Linked DNA regions of Mus musculus: regions 1, 2, 4, 5, 6 and 7 are each linked to region 3. Evidence: chromatin contacts called from public Hi-C, HiChIP or PLAC-seq, Micro-C and promoter capture Hi-C data. All regions are on one chromosome and are shown on one strand. Each heading gives the region's core, a stretch centred on a gene start, on an enhancer-like site or on the middle of the called end of the contact. The rest is flanking DNA. Distances are from core to core; before and after follow the strand shown.

Region 1 (3,156 bases), core at 296-2,795, 340 kb after region 3:
AGCACTTCAAAGTCCAGGACTTGTTTGCACCTCTTCTTTTAAACAATAGACCAAATTTCCTGTCACTGCCTCTCCTTAAAAACCCGCCTACCCGGGCTCCCTGGAACAATCCAGGTTGTTACTGCTGCAGCTATTGCTGCAGCTGAAGCAAAAAGAGCTCGGTGCTCTTGTGTCTCTGAGCCCTGAGAAGGCACAAACAACGGTGGGGCATGAACCACACACTATGCGGGCAGCGTGTTCCCTGGGTAACTTTGAATCGGTTACTAACCGGTCTACCTCAGTGTCCTCAGTACTAACTTAACATAAACTGCTCTTCCCATACTGATGGTGAAACAGTGAAGAGCTAAGAACAGTCTCGGGGGATGGAGAGGTGGCTCAGTGGTTATTCTTCCTGATGACCCGTTTCATTTCCCAGCACCCGTATTGGTGGCTCATAATTGTCTGTAACTCCAGTCCCAGTGGCTCTAACACCTCATCCTAGCCTTCAAGGGCACTACTCAAATGTGGTGAATAAACATTTGTACAGGCAAAACACTCATATGTATAAAATATAGTTAAAGGAAAAAATATGTAAAGGGTTTTGATATGTTTGGGGGTCTCTTGCTATGAGGCTCTGGCTGGCCTGGAACTAGCTATGTAGACCAGGTTGACCTTGAACTCATAGCCTGCCTCTGCCTCACAATGCTTAGGATTAAATATGTGTGCAACTACACCTGGAATATAGATATAAAATAAAGCATACAGTTTCTAGGCTAGGGATGTAGCACAGTGATAGATCAAGCTTACTTAGTGTATGCAATATCCCAGGTTTAATTCCCAATGTTGGGATAAAAAAGAAAGGGGTGGGGTGGGGGCGGCCATGCATTAGTTGGTAGATTGCTTACCCAGCAGGCATAAATAAAGCCTTGGTTCCATCTACAACATGCATAAACCTAGCATGGTGCATGTCTATAATCCCAGCACTCAGGGGTAGAGGCAGGATGATCCAGAGTTCAAGGTCAGAAGCTATAGAGGTGGCTCAGCAATTAAGCACACTTACTCTGGGCGAAAATCTCAGTTTAGTTGCCAATACTCCTATAAGATTGTTCACAGTAACCTACACTCTAGCTCCTAGGGATCCAGCGCCCTCTCTGGCCATCACAGGAACCTGCACTTAGATGCACATACTCACAAACACATGTGCATCCACAGAAATAAGAATTTAATTTTTAAACAGAGGTTGTGGTTATCCTGTCTGTATAGAGCATTTAAGACTACCCTGAAGTATATGAGACCTTGTCAAAAACAAAACAAAACAAAATAAAACAAAACAAAACAGCTTCTGCCTCCTCATAATTATCAAAAGGACCCTGTGGGATTTTTGCTAGGATTAATTAAGTTACTTACTATACTGAAAGCTTTAGGCCTGGCACAAGACACTCTTGTTTGAGATAGGGTCTCCTGTAACTCATGCTGACACTCCACTCCTGATCCTCCTGCATCCACCTCCTGAGTGCTGAGATTACAAGCAAGTGCCACTTTGTCTGGCTCTCAGCCAGTTTCGGTTTTGCTTCTTCTTCCTCATTCCTGAAGGGATCTTTGGCCACACCCTTCCTTCAGTATGTCTGCTCACTAATTGTGCCTAATTTTTGTCATAGCAACAATTAATTTTGTTCACTAGGCCAAATGTGTCTTACAATAGTCATAGCTCAGACTTTTGTGTTTTGAGACAAGGTCTTGTGAGATAGCCTAGGCTGGTCTAGGACTCTCCACTCTCCTGCCTAGAACCCCTTCCCCAGTGATGGGGCTGAGGGTCTGGTTCAGTGGTAGGGTGTGGCTCAGTGGTAGAGCCCCTGCCTAGAATCCTCCAGGGAGGGGCTGGGGACGTGGCTCAGTGGTAGAGCACCTGCCTAGAATCCCCCAGGGAGGGACTGGGGGCGTGGCTCAGTGGTAGAGCTCCTGCCTATAGTTCTCTGGTGTGTGGAAGAATGCTTGCTTATCCTGTATGGGCGGCCCTAGGTTCCATCCTGAGTAACATTAAGAAGACAAAAGGGGGTGGGGGTGGGGTGGGTATGGGGGACTTTTGGGATAGCATTGGAAATGTAAATGAGGAAAATACCTAATTAAAAAAAAAAAAGAAGAAGAAGACAAAAGAAAAAGATGCCTCCTAGATGAGAACAGGGCTCTTGCCTATTCTCACCTCTCTCAATCCACTCACAAAGAAGGAGCAGAGAGGCCTGAAGTGACCGCACACACCTGCCTTCATGGATGGTGATGAAATCAACAGAAGCCTGCAGCTTTTTTGACCTCAGGGGAAACTGCTGGTAAGCTAGTTTTGTCACTCATGAAAAAGCCTTTTCAGGTCATAGGTAGTTTTCAGTCTGGCTAGAGGGCTCTGAGTCAAGGTCCCTTTAATATCCTGTAAGTTAAGAGTAAATCACAGAGGTTCAAGTGGACTTCCTGGACAACCTCCCCTCCTTGTTTGAGCAGAAGTGTCTTGTCCTGACTCCTCCTCCATACACACACCCTTTGGTGCACTGGGCTTGGCTGTAACCATGGCAATGGACTTGTCTTTCCCAGATTCCTAAGCCTCTGGACTCTCACCTCCCCAACTCCCCAGAGGTCCAGTGATTCACCAAAGCTGCTCCAAGTCCAAAGACCCAGAAGCCTAATAAACCAGTCTTCCCACCTACCACCTCACATCCCACCAGGCAACTGAGTGCTCCTTGTTTTGTGTCCCGAGGCCAAGATTGCAACAACCATCCAGGAGGCAAGCAGCTCCAAAGGACAGCCGGCACTTCAAAAACACTGTGGAAATCAGACGGGAACTTCCTGCCTCCTCCCGGCTAGCTGTCTAGCCAGCAAGCTCTAGCCTGGGAGGTTAAGCTTCCCTGGCAAGCCATCCATTCATACATGATAAAGACAGGCCTAGTGGCAAAGTCTTGTCATTCTATGTACTCAAGAGGCTAACAGAATAGCAACCCCAAGGACGACCTGGACTACAGAGTAAACGCAAAGATAGCCCGGAAAATTTTTATGAAACCTTTGTATTTAAATATAAATTTCAAAAGGAGTTCGGGGCATGGTTCAGTGCCTGCCTAGAATCCTCCAGTGAGGGACTGGGGCGTGGCTCAGTGGTAGAGCCCCTGCCTAGAATCCCCCAGGGAGGGGGCTGGG
Region 2 (3,430 bases), core at 542-3,041, 420 kb after region 3:
GATCTGCCCTGTGCCCTAGGACTCTCAGCCTGAGTCCATGGACTGCAGGGACTTGGCATCGGGGAGGCTGCCTGAGCTGACCCAGCCCTGCTGACCCAGCCTGACCCAGCCCTGCTGACCTCTACACACACAGGGACATTCATTACTGCTGTCATTGTCCTGGTGACTGTATTACTGCAGTCTGTCTATTACTCAAGGCTAATATGGCAGGGTGACAGATAGTACCTAGGGGTGAGTCTTACAGAAGTAGATAACATTTGATACAAGTTAAAGGTGCCATCTGGACTATTCTAAGGAGTGTATGTGCATGTGTATACATGTGTTCATATATATATGTATTTTCTTTTCTTCCTTCCTTTCTTCCTTCCTTTCTTCCTTCCTTCCTTCCTTCCTTCCTTTCTTTCTTTCTTTCTTTCTTTCTTTCTTTCTTTCTTTCTTTCTTTCTTTCTTTCTTTTTTTTTTCGGGACAGGGTTTCTCTGTGTAGCCCTGGCTGTCCTGGAACTCACTTTGTAGACCAGGCTGGCCTCGAACTCAGAAATTTGCCTGCCTCTGCCTCCCAAGTGCTGGGATTAAAGGCGTGTGCCACCACACCTGGCCCATATATTTATTTTCTTAATTTTAGTTTTCTTTCCCTCTCCTTCCCCCCCCTTTTTTTTTCACTCAGCCTCACGTTGTGTGTTGCTTCTGCTGTGTGATGTTCTATCAGCCACTTGACCTCTCTGAGCCAGTGAGGTTCATGACATGAGATGAAACCTACTTCTCTTAGGGTATTTTCTAAGTTTTCATCACCTACCCTAAAGGCCTTTCTAATCACACCAGTGTCTGACACCTCACAGGCTTTCCCAAGATCCAGTATCGTGATTCTATCTCTGCCCCAGAGCCCGTCACTGACAACTGGCCAAGCCCACCGTGTGTCTGACTAGGGGACCTTCTGAGTCCACAGTACTTTGTGGCCCAGGACTTCCTACTGTAGAAGGTCCAGCTGGAGTCTTTACTTAGGAGTAAGTCATGAAAGCCTTCCTGGAGGAAGGAATGTTGGATGGATCCTGGACTGACAAGCAGTAAAATTAAAACTGCTCCCTTGGATGGGGCCGGCTCAGTGGTGGACCTGGGCCTCTGACCCTTTCGTTTGGGTATAGTGGAGAGTATGGGTCTTCCCATCTCTCTATGGGCTTTGAAACCATCCCCCCCAAACTGAGAGGGCAAAGATAGATGCTAGGTAGTGCTGTCCCAGGGGAACTGAAAGAGGGAAACTGAGTCACTATTGCTTACTGAACCTTTATCTCACCATAGCTCAGGCTGCCCTTAAAATCCAATTTCTACCCACTTCAGCCTCCCGAGTGCTGCTAGGATTATAGTCAGCTGCCACCATGCCTGGCTCTATCATCGCACTTTTAATTTGATTAACTCACTAAGTTTTGGTGCTGGAGTTAGGATCCAGGGCTTTGCAGGTGCTCTGCTGTTGAGCCAGGCTCCCAGCTCCTTCACTGGGTGTTTGTAGGTGCGGCTCTACCAATGAGCCCCGTCCTGACCCTGCCTCTGTTCCGTTCTAGAAACTAGGGAGGCAGAGTGGATATGAACCACTTGGGTGGGAGCAGCCATAAGCTAACCTTGTCCCCTCTCCCATTTATCTGCCTCAGGCCTTAAATGGAAGCTGAGGCTGGGACACACAGGGATTGAGAACCTGGGGCACTGTGACTTAGATGGAGGCAGGAGGTCAGCCTTGGTCTGGATGAGCTGGCCGTGCGGTCCATTCAGATTTTCGTTAGCGGAGCGCCACCTAGTGGTGTTTGTGGAAACCAGTCTAACTTCCCGTTTCTTGGTTGTTAAAAAGAGAGAACAGCAAAGGAGAGATGGGAGTCTGGATCCCTCACTGGGCTATGACTCCTGACACTTAGAGGCCAAAATAAGGAGAAAGTGGGTGGCGCAGCGGCAAGTGCTAACTAGACTTTGGCCGTAGCCCCGACCTTAGTCTTAGCCTGCTTTTGGCCCGACCTGGGTTTTTGTGTCCATGTGGTAGTTGCTCTGCTCTCAACTTCCTAGTATAGAGTATTCTTTAAGACAAACTATGGGCATCCAGGCATTGGTGCACACTTGTAATCCTAACACCCAGGAGGTAGAGGCAGGAGAATCAGAAATTCAAAGCCATTCTTGACTGCATAATGAATTCAAGGATAGCCTGGGCTATGTGAGACTAGTACAAATGAGATGAGGGGGAGAAACAAAGAGAAGGAGGAGGAGGAAGAGGGAAGAGGAGGAGGAGGAAAACAAGAAGAAATGACTCAGGGAGTGTCAGTGTGTGTGAATTTGGGTATTAGTGTGTTCGCATGTATGTTTGTGTGTCTGTTGTGTGTGAATGTATTTCCCTGCATGGGGGTGACTCTGTAAATAAATGCTAGCTTTCAAGTATGTATCTGTTTGCGTGTAAGTGTGTGAATGAATTGCTGTCTATGTGTGTGTGTGGCTATGTGTATGATTGCGTATGTGTGTGTCTCCATGTGTGTGTGTGTATATCTATGTGTCTGTCTGTCTGTGTGGCTATGTGTGAGTGTGCATCTTTGTGTGGGTATATCTGTATGTGAGTGTGTATATGTGTGGCTGTGTATGTGTGGCTGTGTATATGTATGTGTGTGTCTATATTGTGGCTATGTGTGAGTGTGTCTGTCTGTATATGAGTGTGTGTGTGTATGTGTGGACATGTGTGTCTGTCTGTCTATATGTACGTGTCTGTCTGTCTGTGTGTATCTGTATGTATGACTATGTGTATGTCTGTCTGTCTATATGTGTGTCTGTCTGCATGTGTCTGTATGTGTAGCCATGTGTGTGTTTGTCTGTCTGTATGACTGTGTGTCTCTCTGTGTACTTGTGGATCTTTGTTTATGATGTGCCTGTGGATATAAATGCCCCTCATTCTAGAAGTATGTGACTGCAGCCCCCGTGCTTGTGGGATTTGGGGAACACCTGCTTTTCACACTTGGCACCCCTTCTTGGGCTCACAGGTGCCTACCTGGATCCAAGGAAGGGCTGAAAACTTCTTTGAGGACCCCCTCTTGATGGGAGGACTTGAAGGGCTCCCCTGCTTCGTGATGTCAGTTTGGAAGTGTGAGGTGCTCTGGTGGGGACCATGAAGAGGATGCTGTGCAGCCTCCATTCAGTATGGACTTTACTTTGTTAAGATTTTAAAAAAGATTATACCCTGTCTGGAAAAACCAAAAAAAAAAAAAGATTATATATATTTACTTTCCCAAACTTTAATTTAATGTGTTTGAGTGCTTTGCCTGAATGTATGCCTGTGGATTTGGGGTATGTGTTTGTGTGATGTTCATGTGTAAAGGCGTACACTTGAGTGCTTGTGGGGTCAGTCTCAGGTATTAGTCTTCAGGACAATGTCTATCTTATTTTTGAGACGGGGTCTCTCACTGGCCTACA
Region 3 (3,065 bases), core at 154-2,653:
GTAAAGAAAGAACTGACTCTCGAAAGTTGTCCTCACACACTCACACACACACACACACACACACACACACACACACACACACTCATAAATAAACAAGCAAAAATTTTTAAAAATTCCACAAAGGGGCAGAGATGAAGCTCAACACTGGTCTGACAGCCCCACCCCCTACATCACCTCTGGTGAACTAGACTCTGGTTTACCCACGTTCACAGCCTCTTTGGGGGATACCCTGCGACTGTCCGATCACTGCAGACTTCTGACCTCAAAGACTCCACTGAGGGACTCTATGCGAGGGTGGAAGGGTAGGAAAGCCCTGGCGCGTCCCAGCCTCTGCCTGGCTCCGGCCCGCAGCCCTGGCGCGTTTCCTACACGCGCAGCTCACAGGTTCATCAATGGCCTAGGCCGAAGGGGCTGAATGGAGGGCACTAACCCGCCCCTTCTTAAAGGCGCCGGCCTGTCACCCTCGGCGATCCTCCTCTCAAACCCGGGGCTGCTCCGGAGCTCCAGAGTGGGCGGGTCACGAATAGTGGCCGTGGGAAAGAGGGCCTGGGCCGGAAAGAGAGTGTCCCCACGGGGTCACTGTGGCCCAGCGAGACCCCAGCGTGTAGCCATCACCCTCATGCTGTGTTGACCCACCTCCTCCCAGACCCTGGAAGAGACCTGAACGTCCCCTCCCCCCAGCATCGGATCCCTTCCTGTAGAGGACCAGCTGCGCTCGCCCCTCCAACCAGCCAGGGTCTGATGAGGGGAAAGGGGCTCAGCTGCTCCAGAGGTGGCTTCTTTCTCCCACCTCAGCTTCCCGTTACTCTCCACTTCTCCTGGGCAGTGGGTCTAGGATCCGATCCCAGAGGGGTTCATCCCCCTCTGTCGCGCGTCCTCCTCCCTCCCACCGGTGCACACAAAGACACGCTCGGACCCGGGCGCGTGCGACCGCGCTTCCCGGGGAGGCGGTGAGCACACACCACACACCTCATCACACACACACACACACACACACACACACACACACACACACACACCCTCGGGGACAGCTGGGCACCGGGTAGAGTAAAGGACCGTGGGGACAGGGAGCTGAGAACAAGCAGGCCGTACCTACAGGCGCGCAGCTTCGGCCGCGCGGGCTGGGGCGCCGGAGGAGCGCTGCCCGGACCGCGGCTGGGATCCCCGGACCCGGTGGCGCATGGCCCTCCGGGCCGTAGCTCCGCCCTTGGTGGCCGGTGGCGGCGGCAGCGGGGGTGGCTCCCGCTTCCCTGGCCTGCAGCTTGCGAGGCGGTCTTGGCGGTCCTGGTGCGGCCCCCTTGAGGTTCTCTCCCTCTTCAGGCTCCCGAGCTCCGCGCGCTCCGATCCCAGACTCGCGCGCCGCGCGCCCCTGGCCCTCCTCCTTGCCTGAGCAGCGCGCGCCTCTGGGCCCCGCCCCACCACTAGCCCCGCCCCAACACGCCCCCCCGCTTCAGGCCCCTCCTTTGCCGCACCCCCCGCCCACGCGGCGCGAGCCACTAGCCACGCTCCCAAGTCCTTCCCCAACCCCCAACCCCGGCTCTCTCTCCGGAGCCCCAGTGGCGCCGGCTAACCGCTCTGTCTTCCTCCGGACAGTGGCTGAGCAGAAAGACCCGGGTGCCCAGGTCTCGTTGCCAGTCGAAGGAATCCCTCTCGTGTGGGAGCGTCTCCCGAAGCCCAGGGTGGTGGCCCCCAAGGGCAGGATTGGAGGATGTTCTACGTGATGGGTCACCCCGGGCGTGGACACCCTATAAATGTCTCTGGGTTACTGAGAGTCAGACAGGGGCGGGCGCTGTAGGCCGACCCTCCGCCAGAGGACAATGGAAGCCTCGAGGAGGTCCAGATGTCGCAACCAAGGAAATGTCTGTCTGGTTCTCAACATCCAGGAGCCCAGAGCCACGCCCCCTGTCTTCCTCCTGCCCTCGGGGTGCGGGAAACCGCCCAGGATTTCGGATCTGGGGAAGAGCTCCTACACACAGGTCCTCCCCACTCAGCTTTACTCTGGTCCCACCAGGAGAGGTGTCTGAGGTCGTCCAGGATTCTGCGAAGTCCTCACTCTGGGTTGGCGACAGAACCAGAACTAGGTATTGCCTGGCCTGACTTCTCTGGTGGCGCTCTAGGGCATCCCGAGGGGTAAAGAGACCAGAGGAGATGGAATAACCTGGTGACTAGAGGCGCGGGGAGGAGTCAGATGGGGTTGACACATGCCCATAATCCCAACGCGCTTCGGACGGAGGAGGGAAGCAATAGTTTGAGACCAGCCTAGGGTACATACTGTCTCAAAAAGCCAAAAAACGAAAAAAACGACAAAACCCCACAGGTGTGTGAGGGGATGCTCAGAGGTGAGGCCTGTGGCTTCTGCAGTGGATATGGTCCCTTGGGCCTGCTCTCCTCTCCTCCTTGCTCCCCATTTCAGGGAGACTTCTGTCTGTGTTGACCTCAGGCTGTGATCTGCCTGGAGTGCCTCCATCTGCTGCCCTCCTCCCACACGGGGTGGCCTCTGACCTTTGTAAAGTCCTTTCACTCACAGGAAATCAGATTCACTGATTATTTTCCAGGAAGCAGCAGGGGTGGCATGGGGCTGGGGGAACTGGGCTGACATTGGAGAGATGGGGTGTGCTGAGCACATGGGAACTTGCTGGGGGCCACCGAAACCAGCCAGACCTCTGTTGAGGCCTGCCTGGGTACCTGTTTCTTCTCAGCCACACAGGGACCAGCAGCTGCCCTGTCTCTAGACCTGGCCAGCAAACACTTAATGAAAGTTTAGGCTGGAATCCAGCCATTGATTGAACTCATGTGGCTGTGAACCAGGAGGTTCCCAGTCAGGAAGGGTAGTATAGGGGTGAGAGAGAAACTGAACCCCTGGGTGGTCTGGCTATAGAACCCACTGTCCCCACTGCTTAGGGAGATGGGATGCTGGGGACATGAAAGAGGACTTACCTGGATCTAAGTTGTGGCTTAAATTCAATGGTGAGCTGTCAGTGACTGGCGAGGATTCTGGGATGGGAAACCCAGAATAAGACAATGGTTCTGATCTCTCAGAGGAGGAAGTGAGGAGTGAGTCTAAC
Region 4 (3,366 bases), core at 96-2,595, 310 kb before region 3:
AACAAAAAAAAAAAAAATTCTTTTAAAAAGACTTTTTCCCCTTTAAAATAAATCCTCCCAGCCTCCACCCAGTCTAGGCTCTCTGCAATATGACAAATGCAGAATCTTCTGGAATGACTTGATACTGCCTCCCACCACCGCTTTGTTTGCAGTATCAGATCAGACAGAATATTTTTTTACACTCAAACGAATTTCTGCAGACTCGTGCCTGCAATTAAAAGAGAAACTGCATATCTCAGTCAGTTAACATTCAAAGGCATTATAGTTAACCCTTTGAAATGGAAAATAAATAAAATGAAAAATGAAGATGCTATATAGAGGGCCATGAATGGGAATGCCAGCAACACACATATCCCTCCCTTCCTAACAGACTTGCTTTGGGGAATGGTTAAAAGGAAGCCTTTTGTTAAAAAAAAAAAAAACAAAAAAAAAAACGTGAGAAAGGTGGTTTCGATTTTACATCATTGAGGCTGGGTTTTTTTTTCTTTTTTCTTTTAGGAGAGGGGGTCCTACATTTTTTTTCTTCCCGAAACGTCTTTAAAGGATGTGTCAGTGGGAAAGATTGGGGGGGGGGGTGATGGAGTGGGGAGGCGGCAAACTGGGAGACCTGCTGAGTGAATGGGGAAGGCGCCGCCCAGACACCAGGGAGAGAAAGAGGAACCGCATCCATGCGGTCCCCCCGCCCCCACGCCTAAACTGGGAGGAGGGGAAGTGGGGCACAAAGGATGCGCACGGCCCCCAACTCAGGTCTCTGGACATTCAGGGTCACAGAGAGACCCCCACCCCACAGCAGAAACCAGCCACGCAAGACCCCGCCCCAGCCCCGAACTCGGAGAGGCTGGGAAAGAGGCCGCGTCACCACTCGGGTGCATGAGCCCCCGTCCCCAACCCCTCCAAGGAGTGAGATGGAGAGGTGACCCTATAGTCGTGACAAGACAACATGCCCCTGGAGCATGCCTTCCACGCCGAGGAACGCGGTGTCGGGAGAGGCTGGGGCGAGGCAGGGGGGAGGGGAGGAGACACTCACGTTCTTCATGGCCGCGGCCATATCGTCGTAGCGCTCCGCCTGCTCGGCCAGCCGGGCTTTCTGCACCAGTTGCTCGCGGTCCACCATCTTCACAGGGCTGAAGAGGATCGGCTGGAAAGAAGGAAACCGAAGACCGCCTTGAAGGGCTTCAGGAAAAGAGAGGAGCGGCTTGGAGCTCGTGTGTCGGAGGGACCGACCCACGAAGCAAGCTACTGAGACGAGGAGGAGAAGGAGGCGGCACGAGCTGCGACCGCGGGACCCGGCGCAAGGAGGCTGCGGCTCCAATGCGTGCCGCGGGCGGACAACCCCCTGCGGTCCCGCCCACACGGGTGACGTAAAAGTCACCGCCTACTCGCGCATGCGCGCGCCCCGCCCGGTCCCGCCCGGTCCTGCATTTACTGGGCTTCTCTTCTACTGGAACATTCGCGGTGGCTCTTTGCGATTTTCTCAGTGTATCCCCAGTACTACACTGCTCCCTAATGTGCCCCTTTCTTCACTTTACCGTAAATCCTCAGCTTCATCAAACCCACCTCTCCTTGCCCCCTGGGGGCCTCTCCCCCCCCCTTTTTTTTTTTTTTTTTTTTTTTTTTGCATAGCTTCTGGCGCGTGACCTCCTGGGAATTGTAGTTTGACCTGCAGCAAGCTGAATTACAGAGCAGACCAAGGACAAAGGGGTGGTGGAGACTACATCTCCCAGTGGGCATTGCGCGCAGGCAGAGGCGGACCGGATGGGGGGCAGGGTCTAACCCGCAGCCGCTGGGGACCCCTGGCGGGGAAGCAGTCTACACTAGCCTAAGCGAGTGCTGATTCACGGCCTCGCCCCATAGCCTCTGGGCAGTTGGAAGGAAAGAAAAGGTCAAGGCCTTAGATCTGGACTCTCTGAAACTGAAGTAACTGGTCATGGTGGAGGGGTAGGGGAAAAACACGAATATAAAGTAGGCAGAAGAAGTACAGACACCGTAAATCCAAACTGCCCAACCACCACCATGGAAAAGATGGAAAAGGTGAACCTGTCCTAGAGATGGCCGCGTGAATGATGCAACCCTTGGACAACTGTCTAACACACACCCACCATGGTTGCAGTCTCCAGTGATGCACTTTAACATCGGACTTAACTGGATGAAATCATAGAATGACACATATCCGCCCGGTATATTGCCTATTTTCCCTAAATGGTGTAGCTGCCTGCAGACTGACCCTGGGGGACTCCCTTCTTCCTCTCCAGTGAACTGGACCAACGCCTGCCTGAACGCACACCCGCTATAGTTTTGACTGCGTATTTTATTTTCATTGTGTTTTTATGAGTTGTTTGGTTTGAAGTAGGGTCTTACACTTCTTAAGGTGACTCTAGACGAAGTTCTGGAATTATAGGCATGCACCAACACAATGGCCTTGACTGTAGAGTTTTGCTTCATCCATTCAACACGTTGAGCACCGGCCCAGTTCCAATGACTTTGTACATTAGCACACAACAATACACAAAGCAGACAAAGCACTCGGCTCAAAAAAAAAAAAAAAAAAAAAAAAAGGAGACAACTGTTTGAACCCACAACAAGCAGCTGACTAACTTTTAACATACCAAAGTGAACCTGGCCTCCAGGTTCTCCAGGCCAGCTGGGGCACAGGGGGAGGGGCTGCCCTTTGCCCAGGGGCTCTTCCCTATATAATCCAGACTTTTTGTTTACCCACCCCTTGTTTTGCTCCTTTTGTACCTTTGGCTTCCTGGCTGGTTCCCCTTTCTTCATGGTTCAGGGTCATGACCACTCTGGACTCTTCCAGATGTGTCTGCGTCTGGCTATGCCTCTTTTATATCTTTTTTTTTTTTCCCCGAGACAGGGTTTCTCTGTGTAGCCATGGCTGTCCTGGAACTCACTCTGTAGACCAGGTTGGCCTCGAACCCAGAAATCTGCCTGCCTCTGCCTCCCAAGTGCTGGGATTAAAGGCATGCGCTGCCACCTTGCCCCTTTTTTACCTGTAATAAACTCTCTCCTTAGCCGTACCTTAGGACCACTCATATCCTTTCCTTTCTTTTTTATTAATTTGTTTTACACTCAACAATCAGGATTGGTCTTTAATCCCAGCATCAGGAAGGCAGAGGCAGCCAGATTGCTGGTAATTCCAGCCCAGACAGCATCTCAAAGATGAATGAATGAATGAATGAATGGGAAAAGATGAAAGGCTCAAGAAGTGGCTCCGTGGTTAATCTTGCTGGCTGATCCCCCAGAGAGCCCCAAGTTCGGTCCCTAGCACCCAGTCTACTGGCTTATAACTGCCTGTGATTCTAGCTCTGGAGAATCTGATAGCCTTTTCCAGCCTCATTGGGCACACAAATGTAACAA
Region 5 (3,429 bases), core at 666-3,165, 440 kb before region 3:
ACATGGGAACAGGAACACACACACACATGCACAGACACATACACACATGCACATATACACATACATGCACATACACATAACACACAGACAATACATACACCACAACACACATGCATATACACACACACACATGCACACACACAACACTCAAACAGCACACATACCACAACACACACACATACACACTAACACACACACCACCTTCACACAGGATGAAAGCAAAACCAAACAAAGATAAGGGTAAAGGTTCCCAGAAAGAACCAACCCTGCTAAGTCCTTGGTGTTAGACACGTTGGCTCCAGAACCAATATAGCATTATTTATTTGTTTTATTTGTTGTTTTGTTTTTGTTTTAGTTTTAGCACTGAGGACTGAACCCAGGGCCTCACGCACACTAGGCAAGCGCCCAATCTTTGAGCTAAGCTCAGCTTTCTTTTTTTTTTTAAGGCGGAAGAATTTTTACTAAGGGTCTTACTCTGTACCCCTGGCTGTCTTATAACTCACTACATAGACAATGCTGGCCTTGAACTTATAGATATCCTCCTGCCTCTGCTTCCTGAGTGCTAGGATCAAATGTGCATACCAGTGCATACCACCATGCACAGCATCAGCTTTCTTTTTTAACAAAGGTTTATTATTATTATTATTGTTGTTGTTATTATTATTATTTTAAATTTACATGCGTGCATCTCTGTGAGTGCAGTACCCACAGAGGCCAGAAGAGGGCATCAGATTCCCCCGGAGCTGGAGTTACAGGCAGTTGTGAGCCATCCGGGTTGGTGCTCAGGAATAAACTCTGATCCTTAGAAGACTAGCAAGTGCTCTTAATGGCTGAGCCATCTCTCCAGCTCCAGATGGGCTTCTTTTAACTCTCATCACAACTATCCAAACTCCACTCTCCGGGCAAGGGACTCCATGCCTGAGAGACAGTTCAGACTCACATGGCAGGTAAGGGGAGCTGAAATTTGAACCCAAGGCTCTCTTACTGTGGGGCGTCCTCTACTTCTGACAAGGTGCCCTGTAGCTTTGGGAAGTTCAAGGTCATGTGCTAGACATCTTGGGAATTTCCCAGTTCCCCGGTCACCACTCACCCCTTGAACTTGAGTGAGCCTTGAACACAAAACCTTCACATTTTGGGGGTTGTTGGTTCAACCAAGTTCTCATGTCTTGTGTGTGTGTGTGTGTGTGTGTGTGTGTGTGTGTGTGTGTTTCACTGTGCTCCTTGCTGGGGCTCAGGATCTTAGTGACCCTTGATAGGGGGACAGAAAGGGGCTGTCCCCAGATCAAGGCCTGAACAGGGAAAACCAGCCACTCCTGGAGTAGCTGGTGAGCCCCAGGTGGTCACACTCCTATCTTGGAGACTGGGGACAAGATGTTGCATCTCTACTCCATGTTTGTGTGTATGTATGTCCATCTTGTGTGTGTGTGTGTGTCTGTCTGTGTCTGTATGTGTGTGCCTGTGTATGTCTGCCTGTCTGTGTGTCTGGGTAACTATCTGTGTTAGGCCACCGGTGGGCTATCAAATCACACCTTCTTCCGTCTATTTGAGTAATTTCTGCTCTTCCCTGCTCTAGCGACCCTTGAGGGTGGTTTGTCTCGGTCCCCAACCCCAGCAGGCACAGCTCTGTCTCAGAACCAACCAAGTCTCTTCTCTCAACTCTTGGCCCCTCTCCACTTCCCTGGGGAGACCATAGCTGCCCTGGTCCCCATTTAGTTTCAACAGATCTTCTTCAGATTACCCTGTGCCCTGACCTCGGCCCCATCACGACGTCCAGCCCCTCCCCTCTCAACCAGCCAGCCCTGTTACAAACCCACCTGCTACCTAAAAATAGCTTCTTTCCTCTGGCTCCCTCCCTCCCCGACTCCTGCTGGTTTTAATATGCTCCCAGCCGGGCGGGGAGCTGAGCTGTGCACCAGGCAGTCCCAGGATGGTAATTAGGTTAACTGTGCTCTAGCTTCAGCCAGAGGGAGGCTGCCTGGCTGGGCCCAGGCAGGGGGATTGCCCTTGTTCTTTTCTCAGGCTTGGGGGTGGAGAGAGATTCTCTGTGTGTGCTGAGTGATACTTGTGAGTGTAGTCTGTGTGTATCTCTCTGTGTGTGTGTGATATGTGGTATGTGTGTGTGTGTATGGTATGAAGTATGCATGTGATGCCTGTGTGTATATATGTGCAGTTGTTTAGCACTATAACAAAATATCTGAGGGAATTAACTTACAAAGAAAAGAGGCTCAGTTGGTAGCGCTTGCCTAGAATTCACGAAGCCCCCCGGCTTATAGCCCCAGCAGAGGGTAAAACCAGGCATGGTGGGTGGTGGTCCACAGCTATAACTCCTGCACTGGCGAATCAGAAGTAGGCGCATCAGGGTCTCTCCACACCACGGCTGCTGCCCATGTAGAGTAAACTCTAGATGTCCTTGTCTGGCTTTTCCACCCCGCTAGCTATCCCACCATGTGAGGGAGGCCCCTAAGGAGTGTCACTCACCCCGAGAAAGAAACTTGAGGGTTATCAGCATCAACGTGGGTGGGGGCTGAGGCATCAACTCTGTTGGGCAAGCATTTGCTGCATAAGCTTAGTGACCTGAGTTCAGATCCTCGGAAAGGCTAAGGGCCAGTCCTGGTGACACTCGCCTAACCTAGCACTGAGGAAGTGGAGCCAGGATGACCCCCGTGTGAGCTCCAACCAAGTTCAGCATCAGCTCTTGCCTTGTAAACAATGTAGAAGAGAGATGGCACCGCAAAATGCTCTCCTGGAGGACCAGAGTTTAGATCCTGGCACCCACGCTGGACAGCACAATTGCCTGTGACTGCCATCTATACTCGTGTGTGTGTGTGTGTGTGTGTGTGTGTGTGTGTGTGTGTATGGGAGCGGGAAACTACAGCTCAGGTTTGCCTCTGATTCATGGCGCTCTTCCTCCTCCTGAGTGTTGGGCTTTAGTGTGAATGGCCACACTCCGAATTCCTGCGGAGAGCGAAGAGCATTGCTTCCTCTCTCTGAGCATCTATTCTGCGTCAGTAACATGGAGGCGCATCCCATGTAACAAGGATGGGCAAAGTATACAACGTTCGATAGAAACTTAACAGGAGGAGCTGGGCTGGCAAGCTGGCTCATGTGGGGTGGGGGTAGGGGGACGGTTGCCACTGAACCTGACCACTTGACAAGCTGGAAGGAAAGAACTCAATTCCACAGGCTGTCCTGGCTTCCACACGCATACACACAATCAATCAATCAATCTAATAAAAGAAAACAATAAAAAAGAGACTGTCTTTAAGATATCTTTCACGTGGTGGCAAAGTGTTTCGGCAGTCCGCTGTGGGGATGAGCACTGCGCATGCGTGTGGGTGCCCATTGCATGTAGAGCTGGCCTATCATGTATGAAGGGGGCTACGAGGATGTGGTACGGTGCTGAGCCTTGAGTTTTTGGGCACGAGGAGA
Region 6 (3,097 bases), core at 480-2,979, 400 kb after region 3:
GGTGCCTCCTGAGTGGTCACCCAATCAGGGTTGTTGAGCTGCTAAATAAACCTCTTGGCTTAACAGCTCTTTAGGGCAGCAGTTCTCAACCTGTGGGTGAAGATACCATGCATATCAGATATTTGCGTTCTGATTCATAACAGTAGCAAAATTACAGTTATGAAGTAGTAGCAGAATAATGTTATGGTTGGGGGTCACCACACATGAGGAACTGTATTAAAGGGCCGCAGCATTAGGAAGGCTGAGAACCGCTGATCTAGAGGCTTCCTGGGGAATGAACTAATTGTGCAGTTTACAGCTGGACCATAAGACTGAGACTAAAAGCTGAATTGGGGCCAAAAGAGGAAGAAAGTTCATCCTATACCTAAGGTACTGGGCTATGGGAAGTAGTCTGTGAAGGAGCCACAGAAGGTTCTAGAATAAGATGAGACTTTCTCTCCTGCACTGATGCCATGCAATATTCATGCTTCACTTGCTCCTGGCTATGTCTGAAAGTGATGCTATCACGCCGGGGTTGCAGATGAGCAACTAAGGCTGAGGAGGTGAGCAAGTCCACTCCAAGGCAGAGTGTATCCATCACACCAAGACATCAGTTTCTGACCAGAGAAAGTAAGACTCAATTCCTTTGATCAGGGGAGGAATCAGGAACCCAGTGATGTAGACTGGAGATACTGGAGTAGAACCCTTGCCTAGAATACCCAGTGAGAGCCTTGGGGTATGGCTCTCTGGTAGAGCACCTGCCTAGAATCCCCCAGGGAGGAACTGGGGCATGGCTCAGTGGTAGAGCACCTGCCTAGAATCCCCCAGGGAGGGGCTGGGGGCATGGCTCAGTGGTAGAGCACCTGCCTAGAATCCCCCAGGGAGGGGCTGGGGGCATGGCTCAGTGGTAGAGCCCCTGCCTAGAATCCCCCCAGGGAGGGGCTGGGGGCGTGGCTCAGTGGTAGAGCCCCTGCCTAGAATCCCCCATTAAGGGTCTATGGGCTTCAGGCAATGGTAGTGTGTTTGCCTATCATCTACAAGGTTCAATCCCCAGGAACACACACAACCCCCCCCCCCAACACACACACAACAGTGAAAGAATGATTGGTATTGTCCCACCCAATGAAAGCTCTTCTGCCTTTCTCTCAGCCTCATTCTCAGCTTCATTGAGGTGATTCCTCCACACTCCCCCTTCAGTTTAGCCCCTCAACCAAATCTTGTGTCACAGCTGATCTGATTGGATAATTCTGATCCCAAATGTGGCTTCCTATAGGAGGCTACTGGGTTCTTACAGCCTTCTTCAAGAGTTAGTTCTTTGGAATATCCATCAAGACATGGTGGTGACTAGCTCCAGGCACAAAGGAGCCCCAGTGGAGACCAACATGCCTGCTCTCCTCCAAGGAAATGGGACCAGGTCTGAGCCATGATTCACAACCTCTGTCCTCATGAGGTCATTGGTGACCTCCTCCCTCACAGGCCTGGTGAAGGGACAAGCTAGCCCTCCTCCCTCCTGGCAGGCAGAAAAGTGGGGCCTGATATCTGTACCCTCATCTAACTACCCCCAGAGGTAATTGCTCTGGATTTTCTCTGACATCCTGAGATTTCTCTCCAGGGCTGTGCATGGGCCGAGCCCAACTCACCCTAAGGAGCCAGAGCCTGGAGACAGCTTGATTGCTAAACCCGGACAGTTCCCCCGTATCCCGCCACGACGTGCCCAAGCTTTGAGACAGTGTGAGTTTATGACGCGTCCCATTATGGCTCTTGCACAAACACAGAATGTTGAAATACCCAACGGATGAGGACACTGTTGAAATAACCTGTCGTCTCAGCACTTTCCCTGTCATTAGCCAGTCGTTCCAACCCTCAGAGCCTTGACGGCAGGGAGGGGGGCTGCACCAGGCTGAGAGGATGGGGCTGGGGAGAGGCTTGGTGTGTCCAGCGCAGCAAGCTAGCAGGGAGTCTAGAGTTAGAGGATGCTGCTAGACCTGGTGGTTCAGTCATAGCATCCCAGGAAATCCAGAGGCTGAGGCAGAGGATGGCAAGTTTCAGGCCAGCCTGGGCAACTCAGTAAATACCTGTCTCAAATTAAGAAGTATGACAGAGTGGTAGGCATGTGACATAGTGTTTACCTGGTTTTTGTCAGGTGCTGGGGGCCAAGTTAGGTAGTTAGGTAGGGAGGGGCTGTGGCTGTTGCTCAGTGAGAAAACACTTGCATAGAATCTTCCAGTTGGGGCTGCAAGCATGGCTCAGCAGTAGAGTACTTGCCTAGCACCCACAAGGCCCTGGGTACAATACTTAGTACCTCCAAGTGGGCTCAGTCCCTAGCACTCGGAGGTACTAGACATTGAGCCCAAGGTCCTGGGAATGTTGGGTGAGTATTTGAATCTCGAGCCAAGGCCCTCATCTTCTATATACTTTTTGGGAGGTAGAAATGTTCGAAGTTGCTCGGGCTGGTTTTGAATTCTAATCCTCCTGCCTCAGCCTTTCTACTGTGGGGATTACAGAAATGTACCATATTACCCAACTATACAGCATCTCTTTCTTGCCTACACTACATATTGGCTTATTGAAAATTGAGAAAAGGGTTGGAGAGGTGGCTCAGCGGTTAAGAGCACTGACTGTTCTTCCGAAGGTCCTGAGTCCAAATCCCAGCAACCACATGGTGGCTCACAACCACCTGTAATGAGATCTGATGGCTTCTTCTGGTGTGTCTGATGATAGCTACAGTGTACTTACATATAATAATAAATAAATCTTTAAAAAATAAAAGAAAAAGAAAACTGAGAAAAGAGCAATTTCTTCTGCATCCCTAACCCCTAGCTTTCAAAGTTAACAGACAACGATGCTGCACTTATCAAATTCCGGAAGGTAGCCCCAGAAGAGTGTCAGAAAGCTGAGAGTCTGTGGGCTTTGCTTGCTTCCTCTGTTGTCCTCCTTGGGTCCCAGAAAGGAGGCCTTAAATGTTCTCTATCTTCGTATGGTTTTCTTTTGTGTGTGTGTGTGTTCTTGTTGGTCTAAAATGTTATTTTATTCATGTGATTTTAAGACTTATTTATTTATTTACTTACGTATTTGTGTGTGTGTGTGTGTGTTGGGAGCAGAAGGAAGTATGCACACA
Region 7 (3,436 bases), core at 650-3,149, 340 kb before region 3:
GTCATGAAAGGTAAGCTTGCTACCACAAAACTGCACCCCAGTTCCTCCCTGGGGGATTCTAGGCAGGGGCTCTACCACTGAGCCACGCCCCCAGCCCCTCCCTGGGGGGATTCTAGGCAGGGGCTCTACAACTAAGCCATGCCCCCAGCCCCTCACTGGGGGATTCTAAGCAAGAGGTCTACTTTTTACTGAGGTAATTTAATCTCCCCTTTCCCTACCCAATTTATTTTGAGACAGGAGTTCATTGACTTAAACTTGCCATCCTCCTGTCTCAGCACCTCCATATACCAATCTCACCCCTGTATCCGGGAATTACAAACCTGAGCCATGAGTTATAGTTTGCTCTCTCTCTCTCTCTCTCTCTCTCTCTCTCTCTCTCTCTCTCTCTCTGTGTGTGTGTGTGTGTGTGTGTGTGTGTGTGTGTTTGGTTGGTTTGATTTTTTGAGATTTCTCTGTGTAGCCCTCCACCGACACTCTTTGTGAGGTAGGTAGGCTAAATGGTATGCCCTGCATACTTAGGACACAGTGAAATGTGAATTCAAACCCTGATTTTTCTTCCCTCATACAAGATGAGGCATGGCTGAATGACAGAAAACTGATCTTTGAGCCAATGAGATGGCATCGTGGAGAAAGGAGCCCGTGCCAAGTCTGTTGAGAGACCTGAATTTAATATCTGAGGTCCACATGGTGGAAGGAGAGAACTCACTCACACATGTAAACACACACAATTCCTCCAATCCTCCTACTACTACTATGTAGCTGTCTATCTGGCTGTCCTGGAATTTGGTATGCAGACCATGCTGTCCTCGAACTCACTGTCATAAGACTGCCACTGCCTTCTGAGTGCTGGGATAAATGGCGTGCACCTCCACACCTAGCCTCATCTCCCTAATTCATGGTTAGAAAATGACAAGGGAGGAGCCGACACTCTTTTCTTCTTCTGACCTTGTTGCAAGCTGATTCCTAATTGGCCACCATTAATTTGAAATCGTAAATATCTGACCAGAGCTGGCTGGGGCCTTGAATACTACAGAGAGAAGAAACTGGCTTCTAGGTCCCCCGGACTATCATAGCCTATCATAGCCCACTACCAAAGGGCCAGCGTGTGAGGGGATGAAACTTGGCATATTGGTCATTCACCTTTGGGCTCTCCCAGAGTATGTGGACTGGAGCACAAAGATGCTGAGCCCCGGTTCCCCAGTTAAGGACACAGGAGAAATGTAGATAGATTTCTTGGGATCGGTTCGGGAAGATAATATGGAGATTAGGGACTGCAGCAAGCTTAGAGGTCAGAGAGTGGGTCACTGTTTCTATAGCAACCCTGAGGGCGAGGACCACCTGGAGCTTGATGCACCACCCTCTAAAGGAGGTTTTTACGCCCTAAAAGGCCAAAGCAGATTATTCGGTAAGGACTACAAAGGAGGAGACAAAGCGGAGTGAAGAGGACCCGGAAGCCATGATAAGCTCCGCATTAGCACTGCGGCGGGCTCGGCAGGCGAATTCCAAAGGAGGGATGCGAGACCCAGCAACAGGCCGGCCATTGGCACGGAGGCGAGATGCTGGCTTGTGATTGGCTCTTGCCACGCTCGGGCTAGAAGGCAATCTCCGTGCTGGGTGGGGCGGGGCTGAGCCGCAGCCCTGCCTAGCTTACAGCCGGGTACCTGGGCAGTCCGCAATGGCCAGAGGTAGGAGAGTGGTCACTCTTAGATGCCTGGCTCTTATGGGCACACGCAGGCAGCACAATCCTTCGTTTCAAGCCCAGGTGTTTGGGAAGGGGAACATGCAGAAACTCGGGAATGGAGATCTCAGATGGGCTGGCCTCGAGGTCGCTACTGTCATCAGGGTCTGGGCTCAAGGCTGGAAGCAAATACCCGCACTAACGGGGACAGCTGCAGAACCGGCAGTACCCACCAGGGGGAGGCAGAGGACGTCGGTGCTGGAGTCATTGAGGGTTTGGGGAAAATAGATCCCAGAAGGGAAGATTCCTGAATCCCAATCCCAGTTACCCCAACTCCAGGATCTTGTATTAACGCTCTACCTTCCTTGGCCTTTTTTCTTTCTTTCCTTTTTTGTTTCTTTTAGACAAGGTCTAACTGTATGACTCTGGCTTCAAACTCACAACATTGCTCCTAGCCGTCTTTGGAGTTCTATACTCACAGGGCCTGACAAAACTTTGAGACCCGGTCATATGCAGCCCAAGCTAGTCTGAAATGTATGGAAGTAGGCCTTGAACCCCAGAAATGTGTCTTCGTTTTGCACCTCATCTTCTCAGCATCCTCCCCCGCTTTTAACTTTGCTTTCCTTTCTTTCTGAGACTGGTTTCATGCAATCCAAGCTAGTCTTGAACATTACCTTGCAACTTTAAAAAAGATTTTGTGTGGGTGTGTTGTGTACACAGGCATATGCAGAGGCCTGAAGAGGGTGTTGGGGTATCCTCTACTGCTTACTGCCTCTTCCGGAGCCAGGCTCTTTTCCTGAACCTGGGATGTGAATTTCCTCAGGTAGGCTGGAAGGCAGCAAGCATCAGTTGTTGACGGTCCTTTGGAGCACAGGTCGCCTGGCTTGCCAGGGTGCTGGGTCCTGGTAAAAGCACGGCACACTCTTCCCAACCTAGCCTCGGCTCCAGCTCTCAATCTAGAACTCAGCCTCCAGCCTCTGAGAGTGCTAGGAATATCAGGTGTACCCCACTTCAGCAGGTGTGCCCCCACATGCACCCTGGTGGTCTTGATGTGCATGGAGTTTGTGGGTTGTTTTTGTTGTTTTTTTTTGTTTGTTTGTTTTGTGACAGGGTTTCTCTGTGTAGCCCTGTCCTGGAACTCGCTCTGTAGACCAGGCTGGCCTTGAACTCACAGATCTACCTGCTTCTGCTTCCCAAATGTTGAAACTAAAGGTGTGCACCACCACACCTGGCTCGATTTCATGTATGATAAGCAAACACTTTACCAATTTGATTGAGCTCCCTCCCAGGGCCTGTTATCCTTACCCAGCTTCATTTTGTCTTGAAACGTCTAAGAGGGGGATCCAGTCCGTGACCACGGCTTAGTCTCTGTCCAATGCCCTTATTCCCAGCACTTGGAAGGGAAAGGCATTCTGACTTCCAGACTAGAAATAAAACCTTGCGTTTTTTGTTTTGTTTTTTAAGTCAATGCACCACATATACCAATGATATGGCACCTCTAGCTTCTGCCCCCACAATAGGGTATATCATGGTGGGGCTCTGGACAACAGTTAGAATGATTAAAATTCAAAGACTGACTCAGAACAGGCTGGGCTTACCCAGCCGATAGTTGCCCAACTCTCGTTTCCTGACCGAGGGGCCAGGTTTCCACCCTTCTGCCCCCCTCCCTTACTTCACGCAGACTGAGAAGTCAGCACTGTGGAGGGACAGCAGTATTCCCAGCAGTTCTTTTGCAAGAAGAATCTTCAACTCTAGGGA

The links. Promoter capture Hi-C pulls out the DNA fragments that hold promoters and counts their contacts. Hi-C and Micro-C count contacts between places; a contact is called where the count stands out from the background. HiChIP or PLAC-seq counts read pairs in DNA pulled down with a chosen protein or histone mark.
Region 1: a promoter capture Hi-C map of trophoblast stem cells shows a contact between it and region 3, with 3 times the contacts expected there. The contact joins the enhancer-like site here to the promoter of Sh2b2 in region 3. A contact is called at or near these places in 6 of 39 promoter capture datasets (the C10 cell line, HPC-7-derived erythroid cells, cranial neural crest and 3 more), 4 of 484 Hi-C or Micro-C datasets (CD4 T cells, bone marrow-derived macrophages, cumulus cells and 1 more), 14 of 115 datasets of contacts at active chromatin or transcription factors (the NIH/3T3 cell line, bone marrow-derived macrophages, embryonic forebrain and 6 more) and 3 of 9 other capture datasets (adipose tissue, embryonic stem cells and pancreatic islet).
Region 2: a contact with region 3 is called in a Hi-C map of bone marrow-derived macrophages, with 24 read pairs. The contact joins the enhancer-like site here to the promoter of Sh2b2 in region 3. A contact is called at or near these places in 12 of 39 promoter capture datasets (3T3-L1-derived adipocytes, the C10 cell line, the HPC-7 cell line and 8 more), 3 of 15 datasets of contacts at CTCF or cohesin (the NIH/3T3 cell line and embryonic stem cells), 63 of 484 Hi-C or Micro-C datasets (the AML12 cell line, the AtT-20 cell line, B cells and 35 more), 24 of 115 datasets of contacts at active chromatin or transcription factors (the NIH/3T3 cell line, SST interneurons, Th17 cells and 15 more) and 3 of 9 other capture datasets (adipose tissue, liver and pancreatic islet).
Region 4: a contact with region 3 is called in a Micro-C map of embryonic stem cells, with 2.6 times the contacts expected there. The contact joins the promoter of Ywhag here to the promoter of Sh2b2 in region 3. A contact is called at or near these places in 1 of 39 promoter capture datasets (pre-B cells), 1 of 484 Hi-C or Micro-C datasets (embryonic stem cells) and 1 of 9 other capture datasets (liver).
Region 5: a promoter capture Hi-C map of stem cell-derived epiblast-like cells shows a contact between it and region 3, with 3 times the contacts expected there. The contact joins the enhancer-like site here to the promoter of Sh2b2 in region 3. A contact is called at or near these places in 4 of 39 promoter capture datasets (embryonic stem cells, neural stem cells and stem cell-derived epiblast-like cells), 1 of 15 datasets of contacts at CTCF or cohesin (embryonic stem cells), 10 of 484 Hi-C or Micro-C datasets (the N1E-115 cell line, embryonic stem cells and palatal mesenchyme) and 1 of 9 other capture datasets (embryonic stem cells).
Region 6: an H3K4me3 HiChIP or PLAC-seq map of bone marrow-derived macrophages shows a contact between it and region 3, with 7 times the contacts expected there. The contact joins the enhancer-like site here to the promoter of Sh2b2 in region 3. A contact is called at or near these places in 14 of 39 promoter capture datasets (the 3T3-L1 cell line, 3T3-L1-derived adipocytes, the HPC-7 cell line and 10 more), 1 of 15 datasets of contacts at CTCF or cohesin (the NIH/3T3 cell line), 2 of 484 Hi-C or Micro-C datasets (the AML12 cell line and bone marrow-derived macrophages), 14 of 115 datasets of contacts at active chromatin or transcription factors (bone marrow-derived macrophages, craniofacial prominence, embryonic basal ganglia and 10 more) and 3 of 9 other capture datasets (adipose tissue, embryonic stem cells and liver).
Region 7: a contact with region 3 is called in a promoter capture Hi-C map of embryonic stem cells, with 2.3 times the contacts expected there. The contact joins the enhancer-like site here to the promoter of Sh2b2 in region 3. A contact is called at or near these places in 5 of 39 promoter capture datasets (the 3T3-L1 cell line, embryonic stem cells, liver and 2 more), 1 of 15 datasets of contacts at CTCF or cohesin (embryonic stem cells), 7 of 484 Hi-C or Micro-C datasets (the G1E-ER4 cell line, the N1E-115 cell line and embryonic stem cells), 4 of 115 datasets of contacts at active chromatin or transcription factors (bone marrow-derived macrophages, embryonic stem cells, epiblast stem cells and 1 more) and 1 of 9 other capture datasets (embryonic stem cells).

Annotation. Positions count from the first base shown.
Region 1 is chr5:136,582,321-136,585,476 of GRCm38.p6, forward strand. No RefSeq gene overlaps it. Among named protein-coding and RNA genes, the nearest start is that of Cux1, 16 kb to the left of the region's middle. Within about 2 kb of position 1,546, at least 61 of the 459 cell types and tissues checked have an H3K27ac peak or open chromatin away from gene starts, as enhancers often do. A contact at or near this core is called in bone marrow-derived macrophages, embryonic stem cells and trophoblast stem cells, where this site is marked.
Region 2 is chr5:136,662,935-136,666,364 of GRCm38.p6, forward strand. The region is part of intron 2 of Gm38722 (a long non-coding RNA gene); the gene reads left to right. Among named protein-coding and RNA genes, the nearest start is that of Myl10, 29 kb to the right of the region's middle. Within about 2 kb of position 1,792, at least 23 of the 459 cell types and tissues checked have an H3K27ac peak or open chromatin away from gene starts, as enhancers often do. A contact at or near this core is called in the AtT-20 cell line, the Ba/F3 cell line, the HPC-7 cell line and 3 more, where this site is marked.
Region 3 is chr5:136,243,537-136,246,601 of GRCm38.p6, forward strand. Sh2b2 (SH2B adaptor protein 2) reads right to left here and starts at 1,404. Exons shown (of 9, transcript NM_018825.4): 1 at 1,093-1,404. Gm30408 (a long non-coding RNA gene) reads left to right here and starts at 1,899. Exons shown (of 4, transcript XR_868600.2): 1 at 1,899-2,081.
Region 4 is chr5:135,933,296-135,936,661 of GRCm38.p6, forward strand. Ywhag (tyrosine 3-monooxygenase/tryptophan 5-monooxygenase activation protein, gamma polypeptide) reads right to left here and starts at 1,346. Exons shown (of 2, transcript NM_018871.3): 1 at 1,028-1,346. The coding sequence starts at 1,114. It overlaps Gm40346 (a long non-coding RNA gene), which reads right to left and starts at 1,021. Exons shown (of 2, transcript XR_868594.2): 1 at 1-1,021.
Region 5 is chr5:135,799,231-135,802,659 of GRCm38.p6, forward strand. No RefSeq gene overlaps it. Among named protein-coding and RNA genes, the nearest start is that of Srrm3, 17 kb to the right of the region's middle. Within about 2 kb of position 1,916, at least 21 of the 459 cell types and tissues checked have an H3K27ac peak or open chromatin away from gene starts, as enhancers often do. A contact at or near this core is called in the N1E-115 cell line and stem cell-derived epiblast-like cells, where this site is marked.
Region 6 is chr5:136,640,657-136,643,753 of GRCm38.p6, forward strand. The region is part of intron 2 of Gm38722 (a long non-coding RNA gene); the gene reads left to right. Among named protein-coding and RNA genes, the nearest start is that of Gm38722, 9.9 kb to the left of the region's middle. Within about 2 kb of position 1,730, at least 54 of the 459 cell types and tissues checked have an H3K27ac peak or open chromatin away from gene starts, as enhancers often do. A contact at or near this core is called in bone marrow-derived macrophages, hematopoietic stem and progenitor cells and pre-B cells, where this site is marked.
Region 7 is chr5:135,902,177-135,905,612 of GRCm38.p6, forward strand. No RefSeq gene overlaps it. Among named protein-coding and RNA genes, the nearest start is that of Hspb1, 16 kb to the left of the region's middle. Within about 2 kb of position 1,900, at least 250 of the 459 cell types and tissues checked have an H3K27ac peak or open chromatin away from gene starts, as enhancers often do. A contact at or near this core is called in the N1E-115 cell line, bone marrow-derived macrophages, embryonic stem cells and 4 more, where this site is marked.